Regions from separate parts of the Bombyx mori genome. Here region 2 is linked to region 1. A link is a contact called in public Hi-C data. All regions are on one chromosome and are shown on one strand. Each heading gives the region's core, a stretch centred on a gene start, on an enhancer-like site or on the middle of the called end of the contact. The rest is flanking DNA. Distances are from core to core; before and after follow the strand shown.

What was found. A called contact is a pair of places that touch in the nucleus more often than the background predicts.
Region 2: a Hi-C map of whole pupa shows a contact between it and region 1, with 4 times the contacts expected there. The contact joins the promoter of LOC101744531 here to the promoter of LOC101743050 in region 1. A contact is called at or near these places in 4 of 7 Hi-C or Micro-C datasets (middle silk gland, posterior silk gland and whole pupa).

What each region holds. Positions count from the first base shown.
Region 1 is chr17:10,768,169-10,775,107 of ASM3026992v2, reverse strand. LOC101743050 (glucose-induced degradation protein 4 homolog) reads right to left here and starts at 2,913. Exons shown (of 4, transcript XM_021352141.3): 1 at 2,448-2,913; 2 at 2,080-2,247; 3 at 1,756-1,988; 4 at 1-727. The coding sequence starts at 2,594. The coding sequence ends at 664. It overlaps LOC101742908 (serine/threonine-protein kinase N), which reads left to right and starts at 4,208. Exons shown (of 2, transcript XM_004932452.4): 1 at 4,208-5,805; 2 at 6,458-6,939. The coding sequence starts at 4,499.
Region 2 is chr17:11,139,978-11,146,916 of ASM3026992v2, reverse strand. LOC101744531 (charged multivesicular body protein 6-A) reads left to right here and starts at 3,748. Exons shown (of 2, transcript XM_004932466.5): 1 at 3,748-4,251. The coding sequence starts at 3,949. LOC101744676 (luc7-like protein 3) reads right to left here and starts at 2,094. Exons shown (of 9, transcript XM_004932467.5): 1 at 1,768-2,094; 2 at 544-739. The coding sequence starts at 1,872.

The DNA.
Region 1 (6,939 bases), core at 1,664-4,163:
AATAAAATCATATTGAATTCTTGATACTACATTTAAAATTAAGGTCTGTTCTGTCTGTTCATCAAGTTGTACAACAAAATTTTCTGATCCTGCACATATTTCATTAAATTTGATTGGAAGCTAAGATGACTTTGGACTAAAATTGCTATTTATGCCATAAACAAAAAAACTGATACTGATAAAGGCAGCAATAATTGATCTTAATTGGCATTTACTCTATATCATCACAGCCCACAAAAATGGAAGCCGTTTGATACTAAACAGAAAAAAGCTGGGAAAACACTACATAGAAAAAAAACGACTAGCAACACAATAATCTACTTACATTCAAGTCATTTGTACAAATTATCACATACGCAGCATCATGAAACTTACTTCTTTATCTACATAATTACACTAAGTAATACAATGAAAAATTTCAAATAATACACTCATTTTTCTCGATCAACAAGAACAATGAATCTCAGTTATTCAAATATGTGCAAGAACAGACATGTCTCATTATGTTTAGTTTTTTTTAAATGTTTTTAATTGATTTTTGTTGGTGAAATGAACCATCTTTTTTTTCTGCATCTGAATATTAACAAATACTTTTCTTTTTTATGAACAAGTAAGTACTAGTAGACACAAAAATATTGTTCCAAATTTTAGTAACAAATATTTTCATCTGAACTCATATATTTGAATGCTGTGTTCAGGAACATGACTTAAAGTCAATGACTGATACCTGAAAATATAAAAATAGTTATTACAGTTTATTAGTTGTTTAAATTCCACTTGATTATTTTGTGCAGATGTTACTAGTGAAGCTTTTCCTTATAGTTATCCTACAATCTCGAATTAAAAATTAAACAATAACAAACAAATGTGAAGGTATTTAAAAAAGTTCTTAGCAAATGAAGCATATGGAATATACTGGTATTCTTTTAAATTAAACATAACTCCCAGTTCTATATGGCAAATTGACTCACATTACACAAAAATATGACCCAGCATTAAAAACACAGCACTATATATAGCTGAGCTGACTGAATATTCAGAAAATAAAAATATATAATCCTGTGTCACACAAACCACAATCACTATTTTCCAATATCTGTCATCATGTGACATCACATTATTATCTGAACAAACTCTGACCCTATTTCCTATGTTGAATATTACTGATTCAGTATCTTTCAAAATGCTTAGGTATCTACTGTACTGTTTGAGGTGAATATAAACCTATTATTTGCTATCACTCCTGTGTGGTATTACTTTGAGGACATATGACATCTGTAATGTACCTAAGATGTTAACTTGGCTTTGCATTAATAACAACTTACATTGCAGTGACGATAAGTTGTAACCAAATTGAACCAAGCTATTATATTATATTATAGTATATTGGCCCAAGAGCAGGAGTGGATTAAAGTTTACATTTAAAAAGTTATGTTAACAAATATATACAATAAATTCAAAGTGAAAAAATAATTTGTACAAAAATATTTAAATTTATCCACCTCTTTCTATCTTTTATAATTACCAACGACAGTAAAAGTTTACATTTTACAAGTACAGTTTAATAATGTTATTAACTAATGAATAAAAATTAAATTATGTAGAACACGAATATTATTTTCGAGTGAATTCATAGTATCTTAAATTTTCTAAATTTAGTCTAATAATAATTTCTTATTCATATCTTCTAATAAACTTATTAATCTTGCATTTATATCTATAGATTTTTTTTAAAATGAAATTGTCATAACTTACCATTCTGAGCTCCGGTGGTAATAATATCCTTCTATTGTGGCTGCAGACTTATGAAAACATATATAATAAAAACCAGCAAAAGAAGCACCATTTATATCCTTTATTGTATGATCCGGAACTAAAAAATGTTCTTTCCATCTCATAAACACATAATCAGCCTTTGCTAGAGACTCATAATCAAATGAATCCGAGTTGAAAGTCTTTAAATATGGTACAAATAAGTCAAATTTACTCTAGAAAGAAATAAAAAGAAACAAATTTAAACAGTCCTACAAACTATGTTATTAAAGTGTTTTTATTATAAAATTAGATAACTACACTTACCCAATGTTTCCTATCAACATCTTCATCAGCATCCCATTTTCTTGTTAGAAAGGGATATTTGGATGAAATTATTTCACCATCAAAGAATGTTGTGAGTGTTGGAAATTCCTCTGTTAAACCTTTTATTTTTAAATATCCACAAAGGTATGAATTTTCTTCGTCTACGTGCTGTAAAAATAAGTTACATAAGTTTCTAAAATTATATACTTTAACAAAAATTTAATAAGCCTTTGAGCCCCATTTGTTCAAAACATAGATGTCATTGCTAAGTCTTAAAGTAATTACTTTATAAACTTTTACAATTACATCCACAGAAACACGATAAAATATTGTTTATCAATATTGCGTACTTTGTTATTGTGACTAACCTGCAAAACTACTTCGACTTCATAAGAGTTGCCTTTACTTTTTTGATGTCCTTGAAATTTAGAGCCGTTGTAAAGGAGGGATTTTGTCACACCAGGTTGTTTTGAATTAGCTGGTGGAGGTGGTGTAATGTCTACTTTCACTGGCATTATTTTTCCATAAGACGATGACCTAGCTCTTGTAAATGTGACAGTTGCAGAACTGAGCGATGAGTAGGTACCGTGACAGACAGTAGTTACGCTAGCCTTTCAATTCTATCTAAATTTTTCGCTTATTGATAGAACATATGTTTTACATGATGGTTGTACGATTACAATAAAAAGGTAAAAACAGATATGCTGGGGATCTTTCACATCACTTAGACTTAGTGAAAGTTAGGAAACAAACACCGCAAATAAAATTCCTACTTGAAAGCCAGGTGACAGTGATTTTGTAGTAGTAGTTCCGTCTTCCAATAGCAAAGGCGAAGATATCACACCACAGAGCCTTTAGGAAATATGTTTAATGTTTATTTATTTTGTTATGCATATATTATAAATATAGATAAGTGAAAAAATTATATGGATGAAATGAGGTGAAAATAATTTAATTGAGACTAATTAATGAAGATGAAATTAAATGAAACAGGACGAGGGGATGAAATAAAGTCTCATTAAAATGGTGGTTACAAATACACAAAATTTAGCGGGCTTTTTTAAAGAACCCGGAAAGCAACATTTTCATTTTTCCGCATTCATAAGTGCATAAATAACAATGCACACATAATAAACAGCTAATAGACCACCGTTATTACATGTGTAAGCCTGACCAAATACTAAAATAACAAAACAAAACAATTCAGATAGTTTCGGTCCTCACGTTCCCGCCAAAAAATCAACTGAAGTCAGTAGTGATTTTCGTTTCATCAACTGACTTCGATCTCGTACTTCATAGTGAGTTGCAATATTCACGCCGTGGTATTTAATAGTCATCATCATCATCAGCCCACAAACGTAATTACATTCAGGTAAACCATCAATTCTTTTAAGCTATTGCATAGTTTTTATCGCGGGCTTTGAACGTGGCGACCGAATCAAGAAATTCCGTAACGAAAATAAAACCTAACACCATCCACTCCACCTACCATGTAGCTCGTGTTCAACATTTTCACACGTTGCACTTGTGTAGTTTGTGAATAAGCGCGCGGCGTGACGTCACGTCGCACTGCATGCGAATCATGAAAAGTCTGCCCATCTCTCTCTCGCGCGGTCTAGTTTATGAGTGTGAAGGGGGCAATTATTGTTTTGCTTTTGTTAATGTTTATAAATATAGCGTGGACTTATTTGATTTTGTTTTTTTAATATTAAATTATTATTGTCTAATTATAATTGCGTAAGTTGATAAAAATGCTATGTTATAGCTTTACCGCGGCAGTCCCCGAGTGGCACACGTGTTTTTTTTTCCCCTACCTATGCTACATACTATGCTGGTAGCGTCGAGGGGCTATACCAGCTTCACCTAACGTGTAGACGATCTCACGGGATTCAATCTAGCGAATATGATATCTAATTATTGGATAAATTAACTTCCATTATAACTTCGTATTTTCTTTCAAATTATCTTAAAGGTAAACTGGCACCAAGGTTTTGATAATTTATCAAGTAAAATTTTTGATCGAAGGCAGTAATAGAAACAACAGACTATGCCTCCTTGGAATCGTTAAATCAAAGATTTGACCCTATAGTCGTAACCTTCTTTGCCTTACCAATTGGATGAACTTGAAATTAGAAGAAAATGTCTTTGATTCGTCGTTTCGTTGATTTCAGTTTTCCTACTTCATTGATTTCAATAGATTGATATGTAAACTGTTTTGTTTTGTGGGTTTAATAGCACATAATTTATTTGATCTTTAATTGGAAACTTGACAAACCATGATATTTTTTACCAATTCAATGCATATTGTGTTTGAAGTGTACCGTACTTCAGCTAAGCCTTTGTGAATACCCGAAGCTCTAGTAGTGAGATTTTCCTACATAATTATGGTTATCTGACATTACACCGTGCATCCTCAATTATGGCAGACCCAGGTTATTATCATAGTGATTATATTCGACACCCAGTTCTTCACGAACTTGGTGTCAAGTACGGAATCAAGACTGAGTGTATTCCAGAAATAGCATTGCCGTCGAAATTAGAGGAGCTCAAAGATGTCATACGTAGAGAAATACGAAAAGAACTTAAAATAAAGGAAGGTGCCGAGAAACTTCGTGAGGTAGCTACAGATCGGAGATCCCTATCGGATGTCGCCAATATTGTTAAGAAAGCTAACATCAAACTTAATGAACTCAAATCTGATCTGCAGGAGCTAGAATCGCAGCTCCTATTATCTCGTGGACAATCAACACCAACATCACCAGAAGATCTGTCTTATGACGAAGAAATTATTTTAGCATCTGAAGCAGCACAACAACAAAGACAGCTTGGAGAAGCAACTACAGATCGCAAACTTGCATCACTTGAGAAACAGCTAAACATTGAATTGAAGGTAAAACAAGGTGCTGAAAATATGATACAGAGCATTAGCAACAGCAACCAGTCTAGAGACAAAAAGCTGCTTGCGGAAGCACATCAAATGTTGGCTGATTCAAAAGTCAAAATTGAATATTTAAAATTACGCATTTCAAAACTGACCAAACAGCAAAAAGGTGATACTGCTGGAGCAAATGGTGATGGTAGGAATTCTGATATGAGTGGTGTTGATGCATTACTTGATGAACGAATTGCAGAGCTCAGAAATCGTCTCAGAATTGAAGCAGCTGTTGTAGAAGGCTCTAAAAATGCCATTAGACTGTTACAGAGTGACAAAAAATTGACTGACAAAAAAGCTTTGCAAGAAGCTCAGACTCAACTCTTAGAATCAACACAAAAACTAGACTTGCTCCGTAGGTCATTGGATATGCGTAGGCAGGAACTACCTGCTGAAAGTGCAGCTTTTGTAGAGTTGGGTCATGAATTACGCAGTACTGCCTCAAGTCCAGGCTATGTGAGCTTGTCTGGAGGAAGTGGATCAAGAACTCAATTTCTGTCACCTGCCCCTTTGATTAGCCCTTGTGTACAAGTCACTGGTACACTCGAAGTGAGATTGATGGGTTGTCAAGATCTTCTTGATGATGTCCCAGGTCGCAGTCGTCGTGATCCACTAGCCAGCCCATCAGATCTGAAGTCCTTTGTTAAAGGAGTAACCATACGCAATTCAATGAAATATACTTACAGTATAAAAGAAGACACCAGCAATGAAATAATGGCAGTCTTAAAGCTGGACAATCACAATGTTGCTCAGACAAGTTGGAGACCTTGCTCTCAACAAGCTTGGGATCAAAGGTGAGTTCAACATTTAAATAGTAATAAAAGCACATAAACAATTCATTTGTCTTGGTTTTTAAGTATAATGTCAAAAGAACTCTAATTTCAAATTTGAACATTGCTTAAATACATCATAATACCTATAATAATTTAAAATAATTTAATGATGTCCATCAATGCAAATAATAATTAAACAAAAAAATTATATATTGAAACAATTTATTTTAATAACAAAATTATTCTATATATAATGTAATTATGCTCTTCCTAAATGTTCTTATTTTGTATTTCACTTGCATACTTATTATATAACCTTTAATTACATTTATCTTTCAAACTTGCTACCTTGAATTATAATCTTTTGGGTGCTTTGCTATTACTCATTATCTTATCAAGAGCAATACTTAGGCATATTTGTGCTATGACTAAAATTTCTATGAAATCATAAATGTTAACAGTTAAAATAGAATTTCATTATTTTTGCGTTCCCTACCAACAAATCTTTTTTTGTATTATGATGTTTCAAAAAATTATCCAAAAACTTTGATATGTTTTTAAGAAAATCTGCAAGATGATAAATCAGTACATGAAAAAATCCTTATATTTCAAGTTTTGTTGATGATAGCTAATACATTGTTTTAGCACTTATGAATATTATGAAAATTTTCAGATTCACTATCAAATTAGACAAGTCAAGAGAGTTGGAAATTGGAATACATTGGAAAGACTGGCGTGGTTTATGTGCTATCAAGTTTTTGAGATTAGAAGAATTTATTGATGATATACGCCATGGAATGGCTCTAGAACTTGAACCACAGGGACTTCTTTTTGCTGAAATAAAGTTTCTTAATCCTATTATATCTCGTAAACCTAAACTTCAACGCCAGAGAAAAATTTTCAAACAACAAGGAAAAAATATTCCAAGACCATCTTATGGCGATATGCATATTCCTGCTGTTGTTTTAGGAAGGTTACTCAAGAGATCTTCTCCATCCATTCAAAATATTCAAAATGCTCATATAACTACATCACAACAACACAGTTTCGAATCTGCCACGTTTGATAATAGAGAAATTGAAAATCCTAATGTTACACTTGGGGGTATGGCTGGAGTAAGGCCCTTAGGATTACCTTCAACACCAACTCCACAAC
Region 2 (6,939 bases), core at 2,499-4,998, 370 kb before region 1:
AGATTTTTAGTTTGCAGCTACCATGCTTTGTCCTTGCATCATTTTAAGTTATATTAAATTCACCTATCACCAAAACTTGGATGATGCAGTTTTCTTAAGAAAAAATACTTGGCTGTTTGATAGAACTGTTTACTGAACCAGCAATGAAGAGTTTAAGTTTAAGGTGTAGACACTTAGTAATTACACGAGAATATGAATCCTGTGTGTTGGATGATTGTAGAATTTACGTTTCGTATGTTGAAAAATCTTATGTTTGCATCATAGTTTTGCATTTAATATGTTTTTATTTTATTATAAAATATACCCTGCTCTCTTCTTATTCTAACTTCAGAATGCAAGTTTTGATTATTTATATTAAATGTTAAAAATTACTAGCACAATCCATGTTTATAAATGAGTTGGGAGTCACAAATTAATTACTTTGATGTTCAATCACAATTGCACAATCTGTTTACTATTTCGGTTCTTTGCTTAGATAAGGGATCATTAATTGAAAACATAAGGATAAATATTCTTGAAATAGAATTAAACAAGTGAACTTACTTTCTACATCATTAATCATATGTTTACAGAACCGTAGAAACTCTTCGACATACTGAGACTTCTTATACGATGGGTCGGCTTTCTCAAAAAGCTCTTTGACTTCTTCATCGTGGACTTTAGGACAAGCACCAAGATCAGCTCTAGTATTAACGAACAGATCATGCGGACAGAACTTTACCATGTAGTATTTGCAGTACTGAAAATGAAAAATCAATTTTAATATTTACAATGCATCAACATTTATGTGATAATTATTTCTTAAGATTAGTTGCATGCATTACCATGGCCCACATGGCTTTTGGACATTGTTAGGAAGTTAATTTCCATCATATGCACATGCTATCATCCTACTTGAGTAGCAAATTTGTGCCTTTATGGAATACAATATTTGAGATGGACCCTCAGTTTACCGAGCAATATCACCTGTATTATCAGTGGAAGAACTTCCCTTTATTGCTAACATGATGTGATTACTGATGTGATGTTAAATGTTCCCCATGTTTCATCACATAATGTAAATACATCAGTTTTTCCTACTTATGCTGGTAACCTAGGGGGTTATACCAGCATAACTGGGCTGCATTGGTATGTGAAATATGTGTGGAAAGAAGTATAAATTCTTTATAAAGACTACACATAGAAAATAATGGTAGACCACACATTTAATGCTTTGCATTCAAGTTTTTAATTAACTCAATTTATTTCCATTAGAAGAATCGAATTATATTATTATTCTAGTTTACAACATGTATATTAGCTATGCATAAAATTATTATGTAGATTATGGTGGCATGAACACATTGTAACCTTTGTTGGCGATATTTTTTTCCAATATTCTATGTTAAAATAAAAAGAGAATGAACTTAGCACATAGATGATTATTTTATTTTATAAATGGTTGTAATCATATTATGTATTCACAATAAGATTTGTTTGTCAGTGCTTTGTAACGCCACAACAGTCATAGCATATGAAGAGTGCAGAGATTACAGTTATTAATAATTTATTAATGTCATTCTTCATGATTTGAGAACTATTTAGTGGCTGACTGAATAACTGTGCCTCTGGCTTACAGATGTTTTTTGTTAAGCAATGTGACCAGTGACAAGCAAACTCAGCCGAGATATCCCGACTTTGCAAAAAACAACGTAATTTACACGAAATCGCGTGAAGGTTAGAAAAGTGTAGTGAGGTTTTAGAGGGAAAATTGAAATTATAATCAACCTCAGGATCTTCCCAATTAGGCTTTTTAATTTTTTCGTTGGGATCGGTGTTCCGGTGCCTGCCCATCAATTCATCTAGGAGTTGTGCTGCCGCTAGCACCGCCATCCTACTTTTTAACGCTTTCTAGAACTTCAGACACAACAATAATACATTAAACTATGGAGTATAAAAATCTTAATTAGTTTAAATAAAACTAGTTGCCAATACGAATCAAAACGTATTAATTTCTCATCACATTTAACATCAAATAAAAAACGAGAAATGTTTGGAATGGAAAGAAAGGAAGACCAAAGACATTTTTTAGTTGGACCCATAGATATTTTTTTTTGGTTTTTTTTTCCTTATTAAGAAAGGCAAGGGGATCTATGTCCATACAGCGTTGACTGATCTATTGGATTTTTTTAAGGGATTTTATGACCTGGTAACTAAAACTTTTAACTCGTGTCTTATTTAAATTTTAATTCTTATTTGTCTGAAAAATGATAATATGGAGTAAAATGAAATAAAATGAAGATGATTTATTTGAGACATTAATAAACTAGGATGAAATTAAATGAAATGAAATGAGATGATATAGGATGAAAAATACTCTCAGTAAAATGGTAGTCATTTACTAAAAAATTTTCAGTGGACTTTTTGGAGGATCCCGAGAAGTTGCGTCCAGCGGCTTTGTTTCATTTTCCCACATTTGTGCACTTTCACAGATATTAAACAGTTAATCAACCACCGTTATTCCATATTTAAACCTGAAGAAACACTAAAACAAAATAAAACAAATCACACAACTTCATTCCTCGCGTTCCCGCCAAAAAGTCCGGTTTAGTATTTATATAAATGAAATGTGTATGTGTGGTCAGATTTTAATAAACCGTTATGAAAATTTTATTGATATCAGGTGATAGACAAAGTGGTTCCCATAGAACAAGCCACGAGAGAACCAGCTAATATTTTAGTGACTCACAATGCAGATGGTACCACGTCCATAGAAACAAGTGCTGCTGAATTTCTTATCGTGAAAGACGAAACAAATTCCAAGATTGAAACTGCTCAGTTTGCCATACCTACAGACATTACAGTCCACGTCTATGATGCACTGCATTTGAATTTGTATTAAGTTATTTTACTTTTGATATGCGGTGTCATTCTGAATTATATTTTATTATATAAAAGTAAACACAATGTTTTCTAGTATTATTTATGTTTAAATTAATTGCTATAGCCGCTGAAAGAATAAGTTGATGGTGTTCATAGATTATTTCAGAGGGTCTAAAGTAAGACAGAAGAAAAATATGTAGATAATAAGGGTTAAAGTATGAAATTGCCGTTCTATTGTAATAGGTACTGCGAATTGACACAGAACCTTCATGGTTTGAGATTTTTGGGTGAATATTTTTTTCAAATGGTACATAAGAAGTTCTTCTTGTAAAAAAAGTGCAACATTCGATTATCGACTTTCAGTTGTTTTTTTTTATTCAGCTTAGAGACAAGAAAGATGCGTACTTCGAAAATTTTAGTGATTTTTAAATACGAGTTACTGGTGGTAGGACGTCTTGTAAGTTCATACAGTAGGTACCACCACCTTGCCTATTTTTGCCATGAAGTAGTAATGCATTTCGGTTTGAAGGGTGGGGCAGCCATTAAAAACCGAGACCTTAGAACTCATATCGGTGGCCGGCGGCATTTACGTTGTAGATGTCTATGGGCTCCGGTAACCACTTAACACCAGGTGAACCGTGAGCTCCTCCATCCACCTAAGCAATAAAAAAAGAAGTGGCTTTTCGGCTTCTTTAAAAAATTAATTGTGATCTATTTCTTTTCATTCTGTTTTATCTCAAAACCAATATTAGGGACATCAAAGCTACAACCAATTTTATTCCATTTAATCTCGTTACTACACCTTTGTCTTTATCAGTTAAATCTTCGATCTTCAAATTAAAGACTAGAATGAATGGGTCTTGTTTCTTTTGCTTATCCAATTGTACAATGGAAACAAAAAAACCAATGAATGATGTAAACATTTTGATAAGTTTGAAGTTTGAACACCTAGATAGAATATTAATATTGTAGTTTTTAACTGAAACATTGATGGATTTTATTCAAATAATATTATGAATAAATTGGGATAAGTGTTCATTCATATTAGAAAATATACATATTTTATACTGCAATAAAACAAATAAAATGGGTGCTTTATTCGGTAAACATAAAAAAGTAGTGAGTAGAGTTACCGAGCAAGATAAGGCAGTACTTCAACTAAAACAACAGCGAGATAAGCTGAAACAATATCAGAAAAAAATTGAATTAAACCTAGAAAAAGACAGAAAATTAGCTAAGAAATTACTAGAAGAAGGTAAGCGTGACAGGGCAAAACTTTTATTGAAGAAGAAGAAATATCAGGAGAATCTTCTACATAATACAGATACGCAGCTGGAGAAATTAGAACAGCTAACTCATGATTTGGAATTTGCACAAATTGAAATTCAGGTTAGTACATACTTACATATCAAAAACAGTCAATACATATAGCAGAATATATAAATATTAGAATGATACTCTAAAATTTAGTAGTTTAGTAGTCCGTTGTTTATTAGTAGTTTTTTTTAACTGTGTGTAGTAGTACGCGCTCGACCTGACATTAAGTGTCCACATACTTCAGAGTGTATATGCTGCTAGCCGTCTTAGGCATGGAGTAAAGTCTCAAATGCAGAAAAAATCTGATGTCAGATCTTTCAAACTGGAGCTTATAATATTTCATCTATCCATAATACACAACTACCATTCAAGGCTGATTGGTGTTTGGGATAACTTTGTATAGGACAAAACTGGTGCCTATTCTCTGTAGAATCCCCCAAGATAATAAGAGGTTGGGTGGTGTATTTCAAACCTGTTATTGTATTTTAAAAACTTGATGGATCAGCACTTCTGTTATGTTTTTAAAACTTCAGTTACAGGGTTGAAAAGGTCATATTCAGGCTTAATGAATGGCTTGACTTTTGAATTGTAAAGCTTATGTCAGTTATTAATTTATGAGAAATTTAGTGTATGTACTCCATTTATTATTAATTTTAAATAATTGATCTTTTCAGTTTTATTTTTATTACCATAGATCAGTATATCACAAACCAATTGATGTTAGTGATTCAATGTGCCTACCAGATACCATTAGATTTGAGGCAGAAGTCTCAAGTTTAGCCTTTAACTATTTCAAAACGGTGTGCTATATCCCAATGGGCGAAAGGTCACTTTGTAGTAGCAGAACAGTACAGGGCAGTGACATAAATCTGTGTAGACTAATCCTCTCTAAGAGTGCCTAGAAAGTGTTTTTCTAAGATCATTCTCCAAAAAACTTACTACTGCTGATAGCCTTGAGAGGCTATTTCAGCTTCGCCCTAACATGTGTAGGTGAGCTCACGGTGCTCAAACTGGAGTATTGCTAACACTGACCCTAGCAAGAGCAGTGCTTTGCAGAATCTACCGCCATCGGAAACGCGACCCACTGAGAAGATCCAGTGAGAAACTCAGTGGGCGGTGTCTATGGGTTAATTCGCTCGTCGAGCCCTTCGTTGCCAGCGACGGGTTCGACGAGGACGGTGACCGGTGCTTGTGGTGCCTAAAAGCACCATTAATGGATCAGGAGGATCCACAATGACGTGCTTTGGGCGACGTCGACGGTTTACCATTCGGTCTACAGGATCGGGTATGTAATTTCCAGCGGCCACGACAAGAGGGTTCTCATGTCGTGCCGCCTTTTCGAAGTGGCGCAGCGATGCCGACTGTAGATACTTACTGACAGAGTCGAGCTCCAGGTCATCGTGGAGATCCACGTTCCTCAGGAACCACGATGCTCCGACGACATTGAATAACCTGAAGGGGTTTCAAGTTGGTGCGGGCCGCGTGAGCGAACACTACCCTTGCATACGTCATGACGGGGTGTATGCAAGTTTTGTAGAGAGTTAACTTATTACGGAGGGACAGTTTGCTTCGTCTACAAAGCATAGGGTAGAGTCGTCCTAGTATAAAGGCGGCACGGTCGCGTACCGTTTTGATGTGGGGACGGAATGTCATCCCTCTGTCGAGGGTAACGCCTAGGTATTTGACCTTCGAGGCCCACGGTATGGGCTGGCCAAAGAGAGTGATGGGGCTAACGGCGGAGGTGTTTGGGCACCTATTAGGGAGTGGGATGCTCGAAGTGGTATTCGGAGGGCGACCCCTTTTGAAAAGCACCGCTGTACTTTTCGTGGGGTTGATGTCAATGCGTCACTTCCGGAACCACTGTCCCAAGGTGGTTATTGCGATCTGGAGTCGCCGATGCAACAACGACATCTTCCTACACGAGTAGTAGAATAGCGAGTAATAGATACCCGTGTCATCGGCGAAGAGCGCTAGATGGGTCTCCGGAGACCGGGGTATATCATTGACATACAAACTAAATAATAACGGGGAGAGCGCGGAGCCTTGCGGGACTCCGGCAGTCAGATGACGGGGGCGAGAGCGAGTTCCCTCCACTCGATATCGAAACGAACGATTCGACAAGAAGTCTCGTATGATGAGCACGAGTCAATCTGGCACTCCCATGTTGTACAGTTTGTAGATCAAACCGTTGTGCCAAACTTTGTCGAACGCCTTCGCGATATCGAAGAAGAGGGCACCGGTCGGGATTTGTTTACGCCTATTTAGCCCTATTAAGATGTGCTCCGTGAGGCGGTGCACTTGTTGTATGCACGAGTGTTTAGCGCGGAATCCAAACTGCGTCTATTAGAATCGTCTATTAGAATTTTATTCGCGGTAACGAAGTCCCATAGGCGTTTTCGAAGGAGCCGTTCGTAAATTGTGCCTATTGCTGGGAGGAGACTAATCGGACGGTAACTAGCGGTTTCGTTTTTCGGTTTGCCCGGCGTGTGTATACTGTCGTGGCGTGCAACCTCTTTGACAGGGCATAAGACCTATAATAACTAGACAGACACAGACTAAGACAGAGATTTGAAAATAATTCGAAAAGAAATGGAACGAGGGCGTACGTGACCAGCGGCACGGCAGTACATTTTTTGACTTCGAAAAAGACGGACAAAAAGACGAAAAAGAACGAATTGACCGTTCTCATATAAGACAACAATAGTACAAACGACCGTTCAAGTGACCTTCGACCGTTCAAGTAGTCATTCGACCGTTCAG